Linked DNA regions of Macaca mulatta: region 2 is linked to region 1. Evidence: chromatin contacts called from public Hi-C data. All regions are on one chromosome and are shown on one strand. Each heading gives the region's core, a stretch centred on a gene start, on an enhancer-like site or on the middle of the called end of the contact. The rest is flanking DNA. Distances are from core to core; before and after follow the strand shown.

What was found. A called contact is a pair of places that touch in the nucleus more often than the background predicts.
Region 2: a Hi-C map of fibroblasts shows a contact between it and region 1, with 2.8 times the contacts expected there. The contact joins the promoter of ARHGAP29 here to the enhancer-like site in region 1. A contact is called at or near these places in 4 of 14 Hi-C or Micro-C datasets (blood, cortical neurons, fibroblasts and 1 more).

Annotation. Positions count from the first base shown.
Region 1 is chr1:145,974,240-145,978,184 of T2T-MMU8v2.0, reverse strand. No RefSeq gene overlaps it. Among named protein-coding and RNA genes, the nearest start is that of ARHGAP29, 79 kb to the left of the region's middle. Within about 2 kb of position 1,849, at least 3 of the 40 cell types and tissues checked have an H3K27ac peak or open chromatin away from gene starts, as enhancers often do.
Region 2 is chr1:146,052,521-146,056,465 of T2T-MMU8v2.0, reverse strand. It overlaps ARHGAP29 (Rho GTPase activating protein 29), which reads right to left and starts at 1,695. Exons shown (of 24, transcript XM_077952829.1): 1 at 1,554-1,695.

The DNA.
Region 1 (3,945 bases), core at 600-3,099:
GCCATATAAAACTTACATACGAAATAAATTTATATGCTTTTCTTTTGTTAATCTGTCTTTTGTTACAAATGCCTCAGCCATGAACCCAGAGATGGGTGAGAAATTTTTCCTCCCTGACACTCCAAAGGTATATTTTTATTGCTATTTGCTCAGGAAATGCCATAAGGATGATTTAACGATTTCAAATTGCCACCTCATTTGACATGCATTTTAGGTAACATAAAAATCATGCAATACGATTGAAACAAAAGAAAATAATTAGAGCAAAGAGAAAAATGCAAGCAGCGCAGTAAAGTGAAACAAGAAATAAAACCACTCAAGACAGGGAAATTCCAACCATAAAGACTCAGGTAGTTTCTGGAGGGGGATCACAAATTTGGCTCTGAGCAATGAAGAAAACAGACCAGTTACAGAATTCATGATGTTTTATAGCATACATATCAGGGGCTCAGGAGCCTTAAGACCTGAAAGATGTTTCTTACATATGGCCTCAAAAGGGACACTGATGTCATGAATGACACTTAAAGCAGATGAGTTTCCAATAGCCGTTTCTTATGGTATCACTGAAGGAGCCTTCAACTTAGGGCCTAACGACAAAGTGAAGTCCTTTAAAATTCAGTTATCCGAGGTAATGACATAATGCAGTTCAGAAATGAAGTTCTTTTATTATCTGACTTGATCCACAGATAAAGTTTAAAATATCTAAACTACCTAAAAGAAGACCAAGTGTGGTGGCTTACATTTGTAATGCTAGCACTTTGGGAGGCCAAGGTGGGAGGCTTGCTTGAACTTGGGAATTTAAAACCAGCCTGGGCAACATAGGGAGACCCTCTCTCTATAAAAAACGTAAAAATTAGCTGGGCGTGGTGGCTTATGCCTGCAGTCTCAACTACTCAGGAGGCTGAGGCGGGAGGATTGCTTGAACCCAAGAGGTCAAGGCTGCAGTGAGCTGTGATCACCGCCACTGCACTCTAGCCTGGGAGACAGAACGAGATTCCATCTCAAAAAAAAAAAAAAAAAGAAAGAAAGAAAAGAAAAAGGAAAGGAAAAGGAAGGGAAGGGAAGGGAGAAAGAAGAAAAGAAAGAAGGAAGGAAGGAAAAGAAAAGAAAAGAAAAAAGAAAAGAAAAGAAAAGATGGCCTGCATCTCTCCCTAAATGTTGTTTTCTCCAATCAAACTTCCATATGAATTAAGCAGCAGAGAAGTCAAGGATAAATTGTCTGGCAGGTACCCAACAGCTGAAACTCTATACTTCTGATTAGATGCGGATCTCCACCTAAGAACTTGGCATCCACTTGTGAAAGTGAAGGTTCCTAACCAGCCAGGTACTTGTATAGACCTACGTCCTCAAGGAGGCAGACTACAGTGTACCCACGGGGAGGGACCAGATTTCCTTCAGGAAATAGTCCACGTTTGCTGTAACATAACAACAAATGAACACCCAAGATCCATGGAGTGGCCATGGTGTGGGGCATAGATGACAACCCTCCCACCAACATTAGACACTGCATAGTTAGTTTTCTGTTATCCTGTTTTGATTTTGTCATGTATACCTCCCCACCCATTAGAGTAGTTAGTTGAGAATTGACTGTTAAAAATGAAATCAACCTGCAGAGAAAAAGTCATGTTGGATGAATCACTGGGGCCCTAGGCTGTTGGCTTCATGTTTGATTTGGATGCTTCCCAATCCAGTCTTGTGTAGGTCACCCCATATAGCCTCCTCCATCAGCAGGATGATTTTGCTTTAGAAAATATGTACACTTGGTAAACTGTCAAAGTGAGTTGTATGTAAGGTATGTGTTGTTCAGAGGGAGAAAATATTTTTAGCACTACTTGAAGTCTTTATACCTGACAATGCATTAAGAATTCAACACAGTAATCTTATTGTTTTAGCTGTTGCCTTTACCATTACTCATGCAGCATGACTGGGACAAAAATTAATGACCCCCCACAACCTCCACAGTGTTTGGTGTGTGTGAGTTTAAAAAAAAAAAATCTTTTGGTTTGGGATGAATGCGTTGAACAATCCACCATCTGGTGTACAAATATTTTTATAGACACGAATCCAAATACCACAAAATCACTGCCATGGCTCAGGTCCTGTGAATCTTTCTCTGAGGCAGACTTTTTATTAAATGTGATTATTCTTCAACTATGAGACTCTCTGCAGGAGCATTAAGATTTAGCCTTGAGAACAAAACTCTCGGGGTTGACCAATATTTTTTAACAGATGGAAAGAACTCACCCTGGAGCTAATTTCGAGGAGAACAAAAAAGAATTTTGTTTTTGCTTTTTTGTTTACATACTAAGCGTATACAAACTGAATCGGTGACAACTTCTGTTACATTCCTGCTGTGATCCTGGCTGGTGGAAGAAGATAAGATACCCGTAAGCTCTGCGGGCATCAAGTTTCGGCCCTGTCAGGTGTAATCAGAACCCTGGTCTTAAAACCAAGGCCTCCACTCCACCTCCTCAGGCAGAGGACACTTCATTCCCCAGCCCCAGGCACTAAGAGGAAAAGGAAGGATCCATCCTGTAAGAGCAAAATGAAACAAAACAGTAACCCTGGGTTTGTGTGTTCCCTTTAACTCTTTACACCCTGGAATTAATGCAAAGTGGTATATATTTAATATCGAATTCCCTCACCTCACAATGTGATAATGACAAGAGATTTTTAGAAGTCATGGATTGTAGTTTTAGAAAATTAAGATTCTCCTCTGAAACTAATGTAAAGAAAATTGATGAGTCTGTGCATTTGATGGGATTCCTAAGTCAGCACCATGTCGTGAAGACATTTTCTGAGACAGTGAGTTTGCTCAAAATGTCACTCCAATTTTTAAAGCATGGAGAAAATTGCTTGTCAGTGAATGTACCACTCAGAGCAAAATAGAATTTTTATTGCTAGATTTCCTTTCAAAGTTAAAAATGAGGGTAAACAGAACCAAAAGGCTGTTTGGGGGAATGTAGTGATCTGGGGAAGAGAATGATGGCATATCGTTGGAGCTTCCAGCTTTGCTAGTGGAACTCATTGGAAAGTCCATGAAAATCACCACAGAGCTCAGACATAGTTCTTAACTGGCAAAACCGTCCTAAAATGACTGGACTCTGATCCAGCCGCCTTGGGAGAAGTGGGAGAAATAACAGTCCCACTTCAGCGATCGGCAAACTAAGGTACAGTGGAAACTGAGCGGTGGGGCCAGTCAGTAGTGAGCGGCAGACAGGCCCCAAAGAGCTGAGGAAGTGTAAACTCCGGTGATAAGGCGATAACTTGAGGAAATTAAAAGCCCGTAGTGTGGGAAAGAACAATTAGCCAAGACAGAGGGGCAGGAAGGAATACAGAATGAATTACAATCAGAGGAAGCTAGCCGGCAACAAAAGAGATGAACTGGCGGGGGCGGGGCGAGAGGGAAGGGAGAAGTGACTTAAGAATGCTGGCTTCTCCGGGTTCCATCACCGCCTTATTGTTAGGTCGCCGTCGCTGTGCTCATAATTTAACCCCTTCATGCCTCGGAGTGTCTAACTCCAAGGCAGCTCTCTTTATTCATGAAGGTCTTTGAGATTATGCCACGAATATGATGAATTCCAGATAAGAATGACTGCATCATTAGTTTAGAAAAAGATACCCCCATCCAAAAGAAAAAAAGAAGAAGTTTAAGCTTCTATAGATTAGCAAAATATTTCCATCAGAAACATAAGAAGAAACACATAAAACACAAATAATCAGCAAATGCAGATGTTTTAAGACCAAGAAGAAAGTGTTCATGAAAATGAAATGTTTTAAAGGAAAACATGAAAAGGTGTTTAAAAATAATTTTGATGACTATCGAGATGACCTAAGGGGATGAAATGCCCTATAACTAGTAGGAAAGGATAGAAAAAACGTATGATTGTTTTATGAAAACAAGAATCTGCTTATTTTAAGTCGATGAGTTTGTCATGCATGATT
Region 2 (3,945 bases), core at 446-2,945, 78 kb before region 1:
TTTAAGGAGGTGAGGGGAGCAGTAATGACCAACCACTATGCATTCTTGAGCAGCGCTTTTCCACATCTCAGCCAAAGTTCTATTTTTGGGGGGACTGAAACATTTTCTACTCAGGCCTATTCTATTTTCTTCAAGTTCACTCTTAAACTCTTCTCAGAATCATGAGACAAGAACTGTATATACCGTACAGCTCATGAAGCTTAAGCATCAGGGTTGCTCACTTACACAGTTCCTGTAACAAGGAGGCATTTTGAAATGGCATGTCTGGCAAACTGTGTAAAGAAATCACTACAGAAAGGGACCTAATCTCCAAGACTCCCATAATTTTGTCGTGATTCACTCATTCTGAATATTCACTTTCATATCTAATTTTGAAGTATTTTTCTTGAAAAAGGAATCTCCTCTCCCAAACTGAATGAGGAGGAAGTGAAGCTAATTCCCAAAGAATAATAAAGAAAAAGGTAAATGTAGAACAAAAAGCTACTTGGAACTTTCATAAAACACCTCCTAACATTCCCCTCCCCCCTAACCCCTCCACCCCTTGCCCAAAAAAGATCCATCTTTAGAAAATAGAGAATGTCAAAGATCCAAAAAACACAATATGGAACGCCACCCTCGCTCTTTAAAGAGGGGTGGTGGTGGTGAAAAGGTGAAATAAACTCTGGACCTATCAGAGGGGCTGAAAGACAAGGGAGGAACGTCCTTGACTGCTCTGTTTAAACCAAGGGAAGACCTTCCCCCGGAACACCAAGTTTCTATCACAGACCCGGTCCTGGGACACCTAGGGAAACAAACGCACCGGGATCCGCTCTCCAGGTGGTAGCTGCAATCTCCCAGCTTGTCCCTTCCGATTTTGCAGAGCACACGACTTGCCCTAGAGCCATGGCTGGGAAAAGGTGGAAGGGCAGTAATGAGCGGGGAGCGAGAACGGGAGGAGTAGGGTGGGAGGGAACGACAGAGACGCTCCAGAAGGGGCACACAGTGAGAATGCGCAAAACGGTGTTTTACAACCTTAGATCTCCCTCCCCTAATAGCCAGGGCCTAGGTGAGGTGAAGTGCGATAAGAAAAAGTAAATATGGAACATGAAATGTCTGTTGTTTTACTCGGCCTTTACATATGTCAGACTGAAATTTCAGAAAACGTCACCAAACTTCCAAAAAGGATCCCAAGTGAGAAAGACGGACTTGAAGACCCCGTGAAGGAAACCAATGGGGGAAGGGTAAAGAAGCCCGTGAATTCCGCAGTGAGGCGATGAGGGCGGGTGGCTAGCGGGGCTGAGACACGCTCGGGGGGTCCTGGAAGGGGAGGAAAGTCCACCCGGCCAGCTTCTCCCCAGCTGCCCGCCGGCTGCCCAACTCGGAACGCGCGCACCCGGGGTCCGCGGCGTACCAGCAGCGCCCGCCCGCGTCCTCCCGCTCATCCGCGCCTGCCTCGCCGGGCGCGCCCGTAGCCCCGGCCGGACCCTGGACGGCAACTCGCCGGCGCCCGCGCGGACTACAGCCAGGAGCCACTACCGCCGCGGCCGAAGTGAGCGCCACCTCCCCACACTCACCACGGCGCTCCATCCCGCGTCCCGGACGCGGACGCCCGCCCCACACCTACGGCCGCCTCCACCGCCGAGGGCTGGAGCTCGCCGCCCCCATCCCCCACGGCCCGCGGACGCCCGGCCAAGCCGCAGCCGCAGCCGCAGCCGCAGACACCACCACCACCACCACCACCACAGCGGCGGCCGCCCCTGCAGCAACCCCCACAGCCGCGCCGGCCGCCCGCCCCGCCCCCTGGAGCCCAGCCCATTGGCCTGGTCTGCGCTCCCGGGGGCGGGGTCTGCGACCGCGGCAGGTGGGGGCGGCTGTAGCTCGCGCGCTGAAGGCAGCGGTCAGCTGTGCCCGGCCTGAAATTGTCCCAGCATCCCGGGCCGCCTAAAGTTACCCTAAAGAATTTTCATTCTTGTACCACTTACTCATTCGGCCGCCCTTTTGACTTGCAGCGGGGCAGGCGGAGCGACTTAGAGGAAAAGTCACCTTTTGTACCCTCCTGCAGGGAGCAGGTTCTCTGTCCTTGTTAAATTAGACATTTCTCAGGTGGACATTTTGAACTCCTTCCAGTCAGGACTCAGGTCTTCAACTTGTTTTGTCGGCCGTCTTCCTCCACCCTTCTTCTCCCATTCAAAACAAAAGTACATTTTGTGCTTAACTTTAAAACTTCCCCCACTCTTTTCTGTCTTCAACTGATTGTCACTTTCAGCAAACTAAATAAATTACTCAAAACATCAGCTATTATACAGTCCGCGGCACATGGCAGGTGCTCAGTAGATGCTAGTTGATTGCACGTCCCTAACCACGCCACCTGCTTCTTACCATTAGGTGCTCCTTGAGTCATGGGACTGTTCAACACGGTGGGGGAAGGCACAACCAAAATAAAGCATTTATCTAGATGTTGGATCACACATCATATCATGTTTGGAGGAAAACAAAACACTGAATTTATATATAATATATGTTAGTAACACTTACCAACTCTACTAAGAATACCTTTCAAACTGTGCTGACACATAAGCACTCCCTGAATATTAGCTGATTAATGGGTAAAATTATGGAAAGGGAGTTTGGAAAAATCACTTAAGTCATCTTCCCTTTAAATATTTTTCAAAAAGATTACATATCTGTCATATTCTTCACCCTTCTTCGTTAGGAGAAATATATTTGAAAACATTCTCAAAGGAAGATGGTAGTTTTTGTTTTTGCTTTGTTTTTAGAGAGAGACAGGGCCTTTCTCTGTGCTCAGGCTGGAGTGCAGTGGCACAGTCATAGCTCACTGAAGCCTGGAACTCCTGGACTGAAGGAATACTCCCACCTCAGCCTCCTGAGTAGCTGGGACTACAGGCTCGTATCACCACACCCAGCTACTTTTATTTTTATGTTTCATAGAGATGGAGTCTGCTGTGTTGCCCAGGCGTCTCAAACTCCTGGCCTCAAGGGATCCTCCTGCCTCATCCTCCCAAAGTGCTGGGATTAGAGGTGCGAGCCACCACACCTGGGTCATTTTTATAAGTAAATATGATTATTAACTGAGAAAGAGTGAATGTCAAACATCTGCTATGTGGGACAAGTGGCTGTGTTTGGCAAAGAAACTAAAAAATAAAGGGCAATATCTCCACCACATCCTCTAACACTGACTCAGCATGTGCCCTGAATCATCCTTATAAGCCAACTAGGTTTTTTACCTTTAAATGTTTCTTCATTAAAGTGGCTTGTGATCATGGTTTTGGAGGATAAGGACTAACAGACACACAAACAAGAAATCAAAGGCATAACTGGATACTGCATTAATGAAGCATATATGACAGATGATGTGGTATTATTTTATAATTATAGTATATATTAACACATATCCACTCTGCTTATTGAAATATTCTTCATTCCTTCCATGATAGAGAATCCTGCCCCTGCTCTGAAGCCGTTCTGTTCTCTCCAGTGAAAATTAGTCATCCGCCGGGCACAGTGGCTCATGCCTGTAATCCCAGCACTTTGGGAGGCCAAGGTGGGCGGATCACCTGAGGTCAGGAGTTTGAGACCAGCCTGGCCAACTTGGAGAAACCCCATCTCTAGTAAAAATACAAAAAATTAGCCAGGTGTAGTGGCGCTTGCCTGTAGCCCCAGCTCTTGGGAGGCGGAGGCAAGAGAATCGCTTGAACCCCAGAGGTGTGGGCTGTGGTGAGCTGAGATTACGCCATTGCACTCCAGCCTGGGCAACAAGAGTGAAACTCCGTCTCAAAAAAAAAAAAAAAAAAACAGGAAGGAAAGAAAATTAGTCACCCTATTTGACATCATATTGTACATAGGATACTATTCTTGTGGCACTTGTGGTTTTGGTGCCATGGTTTTTGGCAGTGTTTATGCTAATTAGATTGAAAGTTCCACACTACCACATTAGTTAGGTCTGTA